Regions from separate parts of the Mus musculus genome. Here region 1 is linked to region 2. A link is a contact called in public HiChIP or PLAC-seq data. All regions are on one chromosome and are shown on one strand. The core of a region is the stretch at or near the end of the contact, and the rest is flanking DNA. Distances in the headings are between cores, read along the strand shown. Region 1 overlaps Gng4 (guanine nucleotide binding protein (G protein), gamma 4). Region 2 holds the start of Gng4 (guanine nucleotide binding protein (G protein), gamma 4).

Evidence for each region. HiChIP or PLAC-seq counts read pairs in DNA pulled down with a chosen protein or histone mark.
Region 1: a contact with region 2 is called in an H3K4me3 HiChIP or PLAC-seq map of the 230-238 cell line, with 17 read pairs. The contact joins the enhancer-like site here to the promoter of Gng4 in region 2. A contact is called at or near these places in 2 of 39 promoter capture datasets (cranial neural crest and macrophages), 2 of 15 datasets of contacts at CTCF or cohesin (the G1E-ER4 cell line and large pre-B cells), 5 of 484 Hi-C or Micro-C datasets (cortical neurons, embryonic stem cells, large pre-B cells and 2 more), 4 of 115 datasets of contacts at active chromatin or transcription factors (the 230-238 cell line, VIP interneurons and embryonic stem cells) and 2 of 9 other capture datasets (embryonic stem cells and liver).

The regions. Positions count from the first base shown.
Region 1 is chr13:13,826,790-13,829,489 of GRCm38.p6, reverse strand. It overlaps Gng4 (guanine nucleotide binding protein (G protein), gamma 4), which reads right to left. Exons shown (of 4, transcript NM_010317.3): 4 at 1,595-2,700. Among named protein-coding and RNA genes, the nearest start is that of Gng4, 44 kb to the right of the region's middle. Within about 2 kb of position 1,384, at least 16 of the 459 cell types and tissues checked have an H3K27ac peak or open chromatin away from gene starts, as enhancers often do. A contact at or near this core is called in the 230-238 cell line, where this site is marked.
Region 2 is chr13:13,782,991-13,785,690 of GRCm38.p6, reverse strand. It overlaps Gng4 (guanine nucleotide binding protein (G protein), gamma 4), which reads right to left and starts at 1,384. Exons shown (of 4, transcript NM_010317.3): 1 at 1,048-1,384.

The DNA.
Region 1 (2,700 bases), core at 135-2,634, 44 kb before region 2:
AAAGGAAGTTGGAGGAATTGGAGGGGGAGAGGGATTGATGTGATGTGAATTTGGTACTCATGTATGAAATTTCCTCTAAAATTTAAGTTACAAGAAGAAAACACTGTAGGAAAGGAGAAAGAAAAAAAAAAAAACCTAAAAACCAGAGTCTATGACTTCCTGGGATTTGCATGAGAGTGGGGGACAAATATTCCTTGGAAATTAGGAGAACAGATGCAGGACTGTCACATAGTGCCAGGAGAGCTTAGAAACAGATGTGGGCTGGTCAGAGAGGCCATATGACAGTGAGTGCAGTTACTGATCTTGAGTTGAGATCTGTAAAGTAACTGCCCTGGCACAGAGAAGCAGAGGATGCCCACATCAGGTCAGGCAACCTGTGTCAGCAAGGAACACAGCCAGTGAGATAGCCCTGTGTAGTGGCAGTGTGGAGGAGCACATGGCTTAGAGGAGCCTGGTGACAGGGCACTGTAGAGCAAGCAAACTGTTGGAGGTCACATCATGGCTCTGAAAAATCTTTGAAGTCATGGAGTTGGGACAATAGCCTATGTTTAATTACCACAAGAGGGTCTGAAAACGCCATAGGTTAGCAAAATGTTGTCACTGAGCCACCCACGCTCTCAGCCAGGAGTGTGAAGCCTGGCTTGACAGTAGCTCATCTACCACCACTGTGGCTCTGCGCACAGGAAGGAAGGGAAGGTGCTCATCCCAGGAGATGGGACTGGAAGTCAGAGTGCTCATGGTTTGGGGGGTGATCCTACCACCCAGAGGCTTAGGATAAATAAACACTATCCAAGCCTCTTCCACAGCCCTGTTCTCAAGCTCTCATTGTTTCACCTCAGGCTCCTGCAGTCACCACAGGACACCCCCCCCCCCACCACCTGTTGGTGTTCTCCCTCCCATGGCTCCTCAGTTGGGGTTAGGGTGCTGACAACTCCTGGTTTCCTCAGGCATGAAGCAGGAGCTCAGCATCAAAGACAAAATCCTTTGGACTTATGTGAGAGGGTCAGCAGGACACTGCTCTCTGATCACCCCAGGACTCTAGGAACAGAGCTGTGGGAGGGAACAGCAAAGGCCCTGGGAAACCCAGAGAAAGGAGTGAACTCTGAGACAGACATCCCAGGTTGGAGGTGGGGGAGCCCTCTGCTGGGAACAGAGAGAAAAAGAAGCTTGTAGCACCTGCTCTTCCAGCCAGTGTCAGCTCCCTGTCACCACAGGGCCTCATGGGATCTTGGTCTCTTGCTCCAAAGGTCACTATAATTATGAGTTTTCCTGGAAGGCCATCTTGTTCCTTCGTTCCTGAGAATGCAAGTGAGAAGGCAAGAGAGGCTGAGGATGTTGTCTCAGCCACTCAGTGGAAGTCACATGGTGTGACTTGCTGTTTGCCCACAAATCCCAGAGCATAGTGTTTGTGTGGGGAAGCACCTGTGTATGCCAGAAACCTGTTCTCCAGCTGGTGATTGTTGTCAAACACACTCTTAAAGTGTCCTACTAATAATGGGATTTAGTAATTTCATGGTAAGGACATCTAAGGAAGAGGCAAACATTGAACAAAGTACCAAAGGTGTGTGGGGGGCAATAGCAAAAGGATCCACAGTTGGTAATCACAAAGCCTGATGTTTTATTGAAGTATAACACACATACAGAAAAGCACCCAAAAGTGGACAGTTGGAGAACTTGCACAAACTAAACACATCAGGATGACCTACAGCTAGATCCAGAGACAGAACATTCCAGAAGCCTTTTGTGTCCCCTCTCTGTGGCCCCTTTGAGAATAATAGCTACTGTCCCTCCTTTAATCTGCTTGGGTTGGCCTGCCAGGCCTGTGCTGTATGGAAATGGAACTGTAGCTTGGACTTGCCTGCTCTTAGTCCCTCAAGCCAGCAAGATTCACACCAAGCTGTGGACAGAGCTGAGAATCCACTGCACAAATTACCCTCATCTGTTTATTCCTTTGGCATGGGTGTAAGGGGCTCCTTCTGGCTATGGTTACTGTAAGCAGTACTTCTCTAACACTCTAGTGCATTTCTTCTGATGATATGTACACATTTCTGTTGAGTACACACTCTGGCAGAGTTGTCTCCTCACAAAATATTCACATCCAAATGAGGAGACTTTGTGGAATAATGAGTTTACAAGGTTGATCACAAGACTCTGAGAATTAACAGAAATTCAGGAATAAGTCAGAAAGCTCAATGGGTCCAAGTGGTAGAGTGGCAGGGGTGGGGGTGAGGGAGGGGAATCTTCCCAGGACAGTTACTAGTGGACACGGCATCCACAGGAGAATGTAAGGAAGATGTGTGGGAAGGAGAGGCAGGAAAGCAGAGACAGTTTGGTAGGAGATTAAAGCACACTGTTCTCTTGACCTGATTTTGCTACTGCTGGTGCTGCCCCACTTCTTGACTTTTGTGGACTATGGTCTACTCTGTCGGTTGATGATGCCAACATGAGCCACAGAATAAAGAGATCTTCTTACAGCCCAACAAAACCAGAGTCTTAGCCTCTCATCTCGTGCCCAGTAGTGAAACTAAGAACAGCTTCCACCAAAGCTGCAAGAGAGGGTAGCAAGGCACAAACCCATCTAAAAATGATAGTCACCTCCTTGGAGGCCATTTTGCACTCCTCGTCTCAGAACCATGGTGTCTGTGAAATCATATACTCTCCACAGCATTATAGGCTGTCATCCAGCACATGTTGGCTTTC
Region 2 (2,700 bases), core at 135-2,634:
TTGCAAGCCAACAAGAGGAAAAGGGCGGTGGTGCCCCAGTAATGAAGAACCAGGCAGCCTGCACGCAGCCCAAGAGCCTAGCTGCAGCCTTGGGGGCCATCACACCTCGCTTTGGAGCAGACGGCAGGAGTGACGCTTTTTCACCGGAACCCTAGCACGGTCTCGCAGACTTGCTCTGGCTGAAACGCCGGCCTGTCTGCTGCCAGCCTTTTACAGACCCCGGAGGCCTGGGAAGCGAGGACGGGATTTATCTATCACTGGATCAAACTTTCACATTTGCAAGTACCCTCGCTCACATCTTAGCTCAAAATACACGACAAGAAGCAGACTAGTCTAAATGAAGGAGCCTTTTGCAGCCATAACTGGCATCTTGCCTCATTATTTCCCAGGAGACTAAAAATTAAAGCAAAGCTCGCTCTCCCAAAGCTATGCCCCGTGAGCTCAGCAGCGCGTTTCAGCACCTGCTTCGGGGACAGTCGCCATCGAGAGGGAGGGCACAAACTCGCCCAGGTCACCGTGCTCTTCCCTCTCTACCCCAGGCAGTTGTCCTGGCGTCGGGAAAGCAGAGAGCGTCTGCGAACCCCTGCCAAAACACTGCTCCAAACAAAATTATCAGTGGCCATGCCATCCATCTCCTGTGATCTTCTGCATGGTGGGGGGTGGGACGAGGGGGCGTCCTTTATGATCATGGCCAGCCATAAGGGACCTCTACGCCCCACTGATGAAGAAGAGTCCCATGAGGGCCTCGGCCCTCCTCGACCCCGGGGGATTCGGCTGTGTCCCCCGAGACTCGGGCTACCTGTGGACATTAGGGAGGCTTAGGCTGGAGGCGCCCCGCGGCCGTGCACCAAGCGGCCGCCACCACAACGAACCACAGGTCTTTGTGAAGCGTGCTGAGGCACCTCCAGGGAAGACCCAGGAGCTAGAATATCTCTTCAGTTCTGAGACTTTTAGATTTCGCCCAGGGTCTCTCGGAGCTGTCGGGGCCCGGACCGAGGTTCCCCGACGAGGCGCCGCGCCCTCCCGGGGGCCTCGGGCGCCACTTACCGCAGCCGGCGCGCAGCCGGCGCTGCTCAGACGCGGGCTGGGTCCCCGGCGCGGCGCTCGACGGGGTTGGCCAGGCCAAGCGGCATCGCTCGCCCCGGGCTCAGTGAAAGCGCGCCCCGCGTCGCCACCCGCGGGGTCCCGGACCACAGAAGACCCTGCGCGTCTGGGGAGAAAAGGGGGCGCGGCACGGAGCACAAGCCACAGCAAAGCCACCCGCAAGCGGGACCTCGGGTCTGCGCAGTGGGCCCACTGGGTGCAAGACGGTGACCCCCCAACCCTCGCCTGCTGCGCCACGCTGGCCGCACCCACTCCTTCGCAGCAGGTCTCCTCCCGCGCCGGGAGGGGCCGGGAAATCCCGCCCGCCGCCGCCGACGTCACTGGTGCGTCACTGGGGCTCCCACTCCGGGCTCCGCGCGCCCCAAATCCCGGGCCTCACCCAAACCCGCCCTCCCGGGGAGTGCGCAGCCTTGGAGGGTTTATGGCTCGAGGCAGATCCCCAAGTGCAGAGTGGGGACGGCCAGCTCAGGGTACTTCACCTGGGGACACCTAGGGTGCCTCACGCCGAGGAAGGTGGGCGCTGTTAGCGCAGATGCTGAACATCTGGAAATGCGCACCAATCTTACGCAGACGTCGCTAAGCAACGCGGGCAAGACCGCCACCCGGCCAGGCTTGGCAGAACAGCTGCCTCCCAGCCAGTCACAAGGGTGTGAGTGGACAGCAAGGAACTGCTGCCACGGGGAATCCTGGCGACTCCCAACGGTGAGATGGTCATGGCCTGCCAAGCCTCGTCCTAATGGAACTGTGTTTTGTGAGTCTCATTGTAAACCGATGAATTACCAAACTCCTCTTCCTTGAGACGCAGCTTCAGCCACGTCTGTTTTTCAACTCAGGAAATAATACAAAGCCCTCTGAAGACAGAAGCAGAGAAAACATTTCAGGCAGTAAATGCATAAAGAAGGAGGAAACCGTATTACTTCTGTCTGAACACCACTGACAGATTTCTTGAAAATCTTCCTTCCTCCTGTTCACCTTCCCTAACTATCCCTGCAGAAAGTGACACTACACAGGGTGCCTTAGATTTTCGCATATCTATCTGACATGCCTCACAGTACCGTGGACAGAGGTGCACTTAGGCTGCTGAGTGAAACTGCCCAGAGAGGCTGGAAAGACGCAGTGGGGTGGGAAATCACACTGATTGTCTTCACAGTTCCCAGGAGTCCCTTTAGGCCTCAGAATTAAATGACGTCGCAATGATTTAGCCAGTAATATTCACAAGGCAGAGGCTGAGATCCTATAGTCACTACTGTTGAAAATTCAAGCAGCACACAATCGTGTCCACTATTTTTCCTCTTGGATTCACGTCTCCCCTGCAAGCCCTGGCTCGGTTGTACACTCTTTCCACAAACCAGCTGCAGGAAAGTTGACCTTAGGTTTCCTCTCACCAGAATTCTAACGAGTTGTGCCAACTGTTCAACTGCATGGCACTTCAATAGATAAACTCTCCGGTAGACTGGGTGGCTACTGGGACTCCTCCATTTCTCCCAGGCCCCTTCTTGTCAGACCAATATTCAGTCTCTAGGGCTCTGGAGGGAGTTGTATCCTTTTGGGCAGCCTCCTATACAAAGACCCTACCCTCTTCCAGGAGCAGCCCTT